2 separate regions of the Astyanax mexicanus genome follow, and region 2 is linked to region 1. The links are chromatin contacts, called in public Hi-C maps. All regions are on one chromosome and are shown on one strand. Each heading gives the region's core, a stretch centred on a gene start, on an enhancer-like site or on the middle of the called end of the contact. The rest is flanking DNA. Distances are from core to core; before and after follow the strand shown.

Region 1 (4,536 bases), core at 1,228-3,727:
AGCACTGCTAGCTGGGGTTAGAAGCAGGCTACAGGCTGATAATACTCACCTCTGAACATGGAAATAGCAATTAGCGGCTAATGCAACTGCTACTCTCTCCATCTCACACACACACATACACACACACACACACACACACACACACAAACAGTGGAGTGAGGAGAGAGATGCACGATTGCTAGCTGGTTCATATCAGCTAAATATATTTTCTATTGTGTGTGTGTGTGTGTGTGTGTGTGTGTGTTTGTGTGTGGTCTGTAGCGGCTGAATGTAACTAATAATGTAACTTGTAAGTAACTTAATTACTTTTTAAATCAAGTAATCCATAAAGTAACTAAGTTACTTTTTAAAGGTGTAATCAGATTACTTCAATGGTATTAGTGAGAAGTGTTTCTTTTAATTAATGCCTTAACCTATTTAAATAGTAGCAGTCAGGGTTATGATCTGTTGAATGCTAAATGTTAAAACACTGATTTTTTGTAATTTATTTAATCACAATGCGTTTTCTCTGTGAAAAAAATCACTGAAAGCTTTATAATAATCATATCTTTAATCAATTTGACTCAGTTACAGCTCTTTCTTGTATCTGTGGAAAAAAGTCAGGAGGTAAATAAGTTATATGGCTTTAAGTGCAGGGCCTGATTCCCTGGCTGAAGCAGCAGGAGCAGCAGGAACAGGAACAGTAGTGGTAGTGAATGTGGGGCAGCCTTTTCCTGGTGTGGGACTGTATGGAACTGGCTGTTCTATTCTGTTACACTAAGCTGCTGGGGACTGTAAGTGGAACGAGAAGGCTGTGTTCCCGCTTAGCTACTGTTTCAGGCAGGGCGTACCTGACAGCTATCGCAGGGGGAAAAACACTGCACTAAATTTCTTATGAAGATTTTTATTTAGCGCTCGCTACTAGTTAACTGGCCAAGTTTTAGTTCTGAGAAACTAGAGGTGAATACTGTTTTCATAGATATTTGGGTTGTCAAAAGATTATAATCAATCCGTTAATTAATTTGGATTAGTTTCATTTTGTATTTTTTCATATCTTATTTTCTAAAATTTGATTCTAAAGAATTTGTAGGTATTTTTATATATATAAAAAAACTTGTGGTTCATTTACTGCTTTTATTAATCAAGAAAACAAATTGTATTGTGTGAGCAAGAGGGTGAAAACTAGCACATGCCTCCTCTGATACATGTGAAGTCAGCCACCGCCTCTTTTCAAACTCCTGCTGATGCAGATTTGCAAAGTAGCATCACAGCGCACTCGGAGGAAACCGCAGTGACTCGGTTTCCAATACATCAGCTCACAGATGCCTTGTGCTGATCTACATCACCTTTTAGAGTGATGTGAGGAGAGAGCGCCATCTACCCACCCGGAGAGAGCAAGACTGATTGTGTTCTCTCAGGGCTCTGGCAGCTGATGGCAAGCTGCATGAACAGGATTCGAACAAGCGATCTCCTGATTATAGTGGCAGCACTTAGCCATTCAGAGGTGGAGTTGTTTGTGTGCTTTGGATCATTGTCCTGCTGCAGAACCCAAGTAAACCTGAGCTTGAGGTCATAAACAGATGGCCGGACATTCTCCTTCAGGATTTTCTGGTAAACAGCAGAATTTCGTTTTCCAGATCCTTAAGCAGCAAAGCAGCCTCAGATTATTACACTACCACCACCATGTTTTACGTTCAGTATAATGTGCTTTTTCTGAAATCATGTGATACTTTTTACACCAGATGTAATGCGACACACACCTTTCAAAAAGTTCCACTTTTGTTACGTCAGTTCAATGAATATTTGCCCAAATCATTAAGATATTTTTTTGGTAAATGTGATACGAGCTGTTGTGTTCTTTTTGGTCAACAGTGTTTTTGCTATGAAACTCTGCCATTGACCATTTTTAACCAGTCTCTTTCTTATTATTGAATGATTAAAACTGACCTTAACTGAGACCTTAACTGCAGTCGTTTAAATGTTGTTCTGGGTTCTTTTGTGACCTCCTGGATGAGTTGTCCATGCCCTTTTGGAATTATTTCGGTCGGACGGCCACTCTACAGGTCTGGCTGTGTTAAGTAGTGGGGGGGCTCTTTTATTTTCACAATGAGCTAGATTGGTTTGGATAGTTTTATTTTTTTCGCTTAATAAATGAAATCCTCATTTCAAAAGTACTTTTTGTATTTAATCAGGTTGTATTTGTCTGATACTAAAGTTTGTAAGTATGACAAAAATGTGAAAATGAAAGAAATCTGTAAGTGGGCAAAAACTTTTTTTATGTCACTGTATATATTTAACAGTATGTCCTTAAGTGTGTGAAACAAGTGAACAAGTGTGTGTTTGTGCATCTGCCGGTCCCACAGTTCTTTGTGGGTATCGTTTCCCTTTTTTCATGCACGAACCCCCATAAATAATTCACATCCTTTTCTCCTCATCACCTCCTTTGGCCAAACTTTCCTACACAAAGCCTGTGCTGCACTCGCTGCCGCAGCCGCCGCCACCGCCGCAGCCCTCTGGATAATTATAGCTGCAGCTGCTTACAGACTGGCCTCCCCAACAGTTTGCTCCACGGGTGAGGGGTGTGTGTGTGTGTGTGTGAGTGTGTGAGTGAGTGTGTGTGAAACGGAACACCTGTTTGTTGTGGGCTCTCCAGATGACTGCTGTAGTCAAAGCCTGTGAATGGGGTGTGTGTGGAGGGGAGGGAGGGAAGGAGAAGAGACAGAGAGAGAGAGTGTGTGTGTGTGAGAGAGAGCGTGTGAGCATGAGTGTGTGAGTGTGTGTGTGTGTGTGTATGCAGAGGACTGGTCTCCCACCCTTCAGAGTTCTCACCCAGGCTTCCTGCTGATCTGTCTCGCGGCCTGACTGGAGGAAAGAAAGAGCCGGTCATCTGGCTCACACCACAGAGGCTGCAGCTCACCCAGCTTTTGTTGTCTGTCGCCTCCTCCCCTGTTCTCTCTCTCTCTCTTTCTCTCTCTCTTTCTATCTGCTGTCTATAATTATAAATGGAGAGTAATGAAGTTCTGTCAGTGTGACTTTTCTCTTTTTAATAACTAGACGTTTAGTTTGACGATGCTCTGTTTAGAAAAACATGCTTCAGCCTTAGATAGATACTGCAAGCAGAAGACAGTAGATACTGTATATAGTCTGTATAGTGTATATATAGACATACAGCACATATATGATATGTTTTACTCGCTAGATTTAATGGTACACATCTTCTCAGGCAGTGGAAGAGATCAGCAGAGGTCGGGTTGAGGCAGAGGCTTGTGCTGCCCTCTTGCTGTGGCTCTGGGCGTTGGTTTATCCTCCGCTGCCTCCTGGGGAAGAGGATTATTAGGAAACAGCTGCAGACTGAGGAGCGTTTGAGTGTGAGGTCTAAGTGTGGCTCGGTTAGGGGTGGTTATATTGTTATAATAGTACACTGTTCTGAGAAGGTGGGGGATTTTTTTTATTTTAACACTAATAGAGTATTGAACAAAAGTTTATATCATATTAATAGAATATTTTTGTGTTTATTTCCATTTCAGCAGTTTGTTGTATTCTGTTGCATTCTAATGTGTTTTCAGATCCATAAAAAGTCTTACAAATTCTCATGAATTCATAAAGTCTCATTAAAAGTCTCAAAAGTTTATTAATCAAAAAGAAATTACTCAATTTAGTTTGTCTGTCTATTTTCCAAAGGTCTTAAAATGTCACAGCCATTTTAAATAATTGTTTTTTTGTTTAAGTTCATTGCATTTTGCAGTTTCCATATTTCCTTTGTATGTTAGTTTACTAGTTTTAACTTTAGACTGAATTAATTGGAGCTAACAACATTATTAACATTATTTTATAGATGCCAAATCTAGTGCAAAACATAAGCCCAACTGAGCTCTGGACCTTTTTTTAGTTACAAAAAGCTCATTTCTTATATTTATAATTGTTTGAAATATCAGTTTGTCAGAAACCTTTGAAAGCTTAATATTTTGTTATTGCCAAATTTTTGTCAACTATTATTATTATTATTATTATTATTATTATTATTATTATTATTATTATTATTATTATTATTATTATTCAAAAATGTTGAATTGAATTTACACATATCTGCAGATACCCTGTATCTGTATACCATGTATTTAAAGTTCATAATGATTAGACCAATATAAATTCTTCAGTATATTTTTATATAAAATCTGCTTACATTAGGGGTGTGCCAAATCATATTGTATCATATGCAATAACATCCTCAAAATGTTCTGACACACACCAAAAAAATACATATCGTGATATCACAAATTTTTTTTTGTATCTATTTAGCTTTTTACTGCATTTACTTTTTTTTGTTCACATGCTCTAAATATGCTACATTTTATTTTGTGGTACATTTTTGTAATCTTTAATTTTTATTTGTTACACTATTATTATTTAATGTAAAATATTTTCTTTGTTTCTGTTTACCAGTTTTATTTGTATATTGTTTGTACTGAATGTACTGAAAAAAAAAATTGTTGCAGTAGTATGTTCTACTTTTAAATTTATTTCCAACTTTTCCCATTTTCTCCCAATTTAGCTTGC
Region 2 (4,536 bases), core at 1,228-3,727, 90 kb before region 1:
CTGAGATTTCTATTTAGGGAAAACTATACAAAGTAACAGAGCAACCAATGCTGCCACAGGAAAGCTCACATGCAAATAGCTTGTCTAAACATACAAATTTGATCTGACAAAGATGAAATCTAAATCTGATTTGAAAATTACAGCCTGCTCTCTGACAGCAGCCTGGGACACTGCAGCCTGTCTCCATTTATCTCCTGCAGTTCCTCCTCTGAACACTCTAATATCGGGAGCACTTTTCCCAGCAGATGAGCTGACAGGAAATACATTATGGACAAAAACAATCTGCTTTATCCATCATAACCCTTACAGCCCTGCAGAACTGCTACAAACTGCACTGCACTGCGATCAGACAGTTAAGCTCCTGGCCAATTATAAAGTGTTCTAGAAAAGAGAAGGTATGTCAGTTGGAATGATTCCAAGCTTTGAAGTGCATCAAAAAAATGTGTAACAAGAAAACAAAGATTACTTTCATCTTCAGTGCAACTTGATTAAAGAACTAGATTATACTATTTAGACTGATAACCTCTTTCAATTAAGAATGCAGATTTAAACATGCAGATTTAGCTACATGAGGTCAAGCATTTATTTTAGTTTTTTTTTAAACAGCAATAAAAACTTGACGTCAATCTATTAAACAAATTATGTACTGAATTTTGAAGGACTAGTATTTTGAAGCCTTGCTCTAATGAAATTAGACTACAATGCTGATGAATGGATGAGGGATTGTAAGAGTGGGCATGCAGGACATGGCAGTAGAAGAGGCACTCTAAATCACTTAAGCATATCTAAGTGGATTTAATGAGATCTGTAAAAAGCATGTGTTACTTAGCCTACATGCTGCTAATTGGCTAGCATGCTGTATGTAGAGTACGTTATCTCGTGTGTGGAGAGCCGTCACACCAGCAGTCTACAGAAAATAGGACTACACGCAGTCAATTAGTCTATACTATAGACTGTGAAATCAGAACATCATAGGCTACTATTAAGGTGACCATACGTCCTCTTTTCCCTGAACAGGTACTTTTTTTTAAATCTAAAATATAGATTTGGAGTGTACAGGTTGAATTTCCAAACTTCATAAATTGTCTGGGATTTCTTACTGTTTTTAATATGTAAATGTATTTAACATGCAAATTTGAGTTTTTTTTTTACAAAAACCTTCGATTTAAAAAAACTGTAAACAATAATTTTCATTTAATTTGACAGAGACAATGTAATGTTTCTAGTACAAAGGATTAGGTGCTGGAGTCTGCATTAGATATTACACTGATAACTGGTGGCATCATTTAATTAAAATATATATTTTTATGTTGTTTACTTGTAAGACACAGTAGTGTAAGCAAAGTTAATTATTTAGCCATATAGGCTGTCTAGAATATTTACAAGTCTTAGTCAATGAGTTTATTTTAGAGGTGCATTTTAAAGTGTAAAAAATGGCTGGATTTTCTCAGTCAGCTTTATGAGTCACCTGGAAAAGCATTCAGTTAACAGCTGTTCTAAACTTATCAAGAGTTAATTAGTTGAATTTATTGCCTCCTAATGTGTTTCAGAGCATCAGTTGTGTTGTGAAGAGGTAGAGTTGGTATATAGTGAATAGACCTACTGGTATTTAAATAATGTTCTAATCCATATAATGGCAATAATTACTCAGTAATTAAAGAAATAATGAAACTGTAATTTCTGTTCTGACTGGTTGTATCAGAGGTGTCAACAAAGTACAAATACTTTTACTTCTTCATTTACCTCTACATTTTCATTTAATTATCTGAGCATTATACTCCATGCCTTTTTAAAATAGTCGTTGTTACTCCTATTTCATTTCAGTTTGTTTTAATTGGGGCTTTTATTGGTCCAAAAAAAACTCTATCCAGATAAATCTCTCCATCCAGATAAAGTGAATTTGATTGTGGTTGGATAAGAAGTATAAACATATATCATTCTGATACCCTCTTGGTTAACATGCAATCCATCGCACCTGCACACGTCATGCCTCTTTAATATATTTGCTAAAATTGTACTAAAATGCATTAATTTATGGGCTTATATGCAGCTAAAACAGGCAGCTATTGACATCCCAATTTTTTTAACATTAACATTTTAGTCTTTTAGTCATTATTACTTTTGGGGAGAGGGGGGTTCCCTCTTTTATTACTTTTACTTTTATACTTTAAGTAGTTTAAAAAGCAGTACTTTTACACTGTTGCCTGAGTTGATATTCAGCTTCTATAGAGGTATTTATAAACCCTAGTATCTATACTTCTTTCTACCTGAGTAATGGAGGTATATAATTTAATGAGAGCGTTGTTGTGTATTCAGACAGTACAGAGAGAGAGAATAACGCTCAGGTGCTGTTAATGCGAGCGTCAAGCAGAAGAGCCATCCTCCCGTCCTTCTCCTCATCCCGCTCTCCGAGTCTCGCGAGAACTCGGTCTGGCCGGGGTCCCGCGCGGGGAGTGACGGCGGCGTGTTACGTCAGTGACTCGCCTGAAAGTCAACACCGAGCGGCGGCGGCGGCGCGAGGAGCTCTGAGCTCGGCGGAGCGCGAGAGCGAGAGACGGGAGGACTGACGGCGGGGTGAGCAGCAGCTGCCGCCGCCGTGCTTTTCTCCGGCTCTGTAGGGCCGTTACCACAGTCAGGGCGGGCCGGGCGAGGCTGCTGTCACCGCGCCGCGTGTTGTAGTTACAGCAGCGGGCTGAGGAAGATCCCTCACTCCGCCAGTCCGGGAAACTGCTGCTGCGGCTGGAGAGGGGGTGAACCCCGCCAGCGCCGGCGCCAGGTAAACACAGATGAGTGTGAGCGCAGGGAGGGCGGCCGGCCGCGCTGCTGTGATGCGGTTGTCAGTCAGTAAGCCGAGCTCGCTGGATGTTAAGCGGCCGCCTCCCTCACAGCTGAGCCGGGCTGGATGCTGCGGCGCGGAGGCAGAGAGAGTTATTAGCTGTCTGTGTACAGATAACAGCAGCACGAGGATGGAGAGGGTGGAGAAGGCAGCTGCTGCTGCTGTTGTCTATCTGCTTTACGGCCTTGTTTGTTTGTTGTGTGGTACACAACTCATTATAACGCCTGGTAGTGTAACTGAAATATGTATTGTAACGTTACTGGTTGGACCTGCCAGTCAGCTAGTTAACCAGATTAGCTAGCAACCACACCATGTCTGATACTGGAGTTCAATTCCTGCTCTGTCTGACATAATATGATATCCAGGTAAATCAGTGTAATTTTACGTAAATTGCTTAAAGACAGTAGTAGTTCTGCAAATAAAAAAAGTAATAAAAAATATAAATACAAACATAATATAATAATTATATTCACAGATGCAGAATTTTATTCACATTTATTTTAAGTCATATTTTATATTTTGGAGATGCAGACAATCAGTAGTAGTTCTGGAAAAATTATATAGAAATATAATATTTATACAGTATCTACTGATATTCACAGGTGCAGAATTTTATTCACATTTATTTCAGTTTAAAGTTAAAAGTTACAACATGTGGGGAAACTGGTTTAATTCCTGCTCTGGGCGACTCTGCTCAAAATATGAAATATAAATCAGTATAATTGTGCATATTTTGGAAATGCTGACAATGAATAATAGTTCTAAAAATATAGCAATCAAATCAAATAAAAATATTTATAGAGTATCTACTGATATTCACAGATGCAGAATTCTATTCACATTGATTTCACTTTAAAGTTAAACGTTTTTTCCATCTCCGGTAATATACTGATCTACTGGAAATCCAAAATAAAATATATATGCAACTTATACAGGGTGAATCAGCAGCTAGCTACCACACTATGAGGAATACTGAGGTTTAATTCCTGGTCCGGTTGACTGTGCTCATTATATGACGTATATATCAGAGTTTTTTTTGGAAATGTTGAAATTCAGTAGTTCTGCAAAAAAGGCACTAAATAAATAGCTATGAGAAATGTAAATGTTACTTCCTTCTCTACAAAGAATAATAGCCCCAGAACTGACTATGAACATCTTGTTCATAGTGATTTGGCTGCAATTAGACCTTATAATAAAGGGTTTTATTGGATAATGAGCTCTCTCTAATACATCAAAATTTTGGGAATTCTCTCAGGTACCCATTCAGTTCACCAATAGCATTAAATTATCCAGCTTTAACTTATAAAGCTGGTTCCCATGGTTTAAATCGCTGTGCATAGCTAACCCTACTTTTGGCTATGCATGCAGACAGTAGCTGGTGTGACTGTGTGTGACTAGTATGTATGTACTGTGTGTGTGTGTGTGTGAGACTGTGCATGCATGACAGTGTTTATATCCGTGCTTACTCAGGCATTGTGTCCCTCGCTAATTAAAGCACCACCGACAACAACAAACAGAGCTAGAAGGCTTGTCTGCTCGTCAGCCATTATAAGCGCTAAGCACTGTAGGAATAACAACCAGCAGCACTGACAGACCTAAAACAGCACAGACAGGCTGACCAGTGACTGGATGCTGTGTTGACTGACTGACATGCTTTAAGAAGATGCTGGAGTCTATGTGTGGACGTACTGTACATTTAG

The links. Hi-C and Micro-C count contacts between places; a contact is called where the count stands out from the background.
Region 2: a Hi-C map of muscle shows a contact between it and region 1, with 10 times the contacts expected there. The contact joins the promoter of akt3a here to the enhancer-like site in region 1. A contact is called at or near these places in 2 of 3 Hi-C or Micro-C datasets (both in muscle).

The regions. Positions count from the first base shown.
Region 1 is chr7:22,781,857-22,786,392 of AstMex3_surface, reverse strand. All of the region lies in intron 2 of akt3a (v-akt murine thymoma viral oncogene homolog 3a), which reads left to right. Among protein-coding and RNA genes, the nearest start is that of akt3a, 90 kb to the left of the region's middle. Within about 2 kb of position 2,477, the one cell type or tissue checked has an H3K27ac peak away from gene starts, as active enhancers do.
Region 2 is chr7:22,872,228-22,876,763 of AstMex3_surface, reverse strand. It overlaps akt3a (v-akt murine thymoma viral oncogene homolog 3a), which reads left to right and starts at 2,477. Exons shown (of 14, transcript XM_007234678.4): 1 at 2,477-2,776.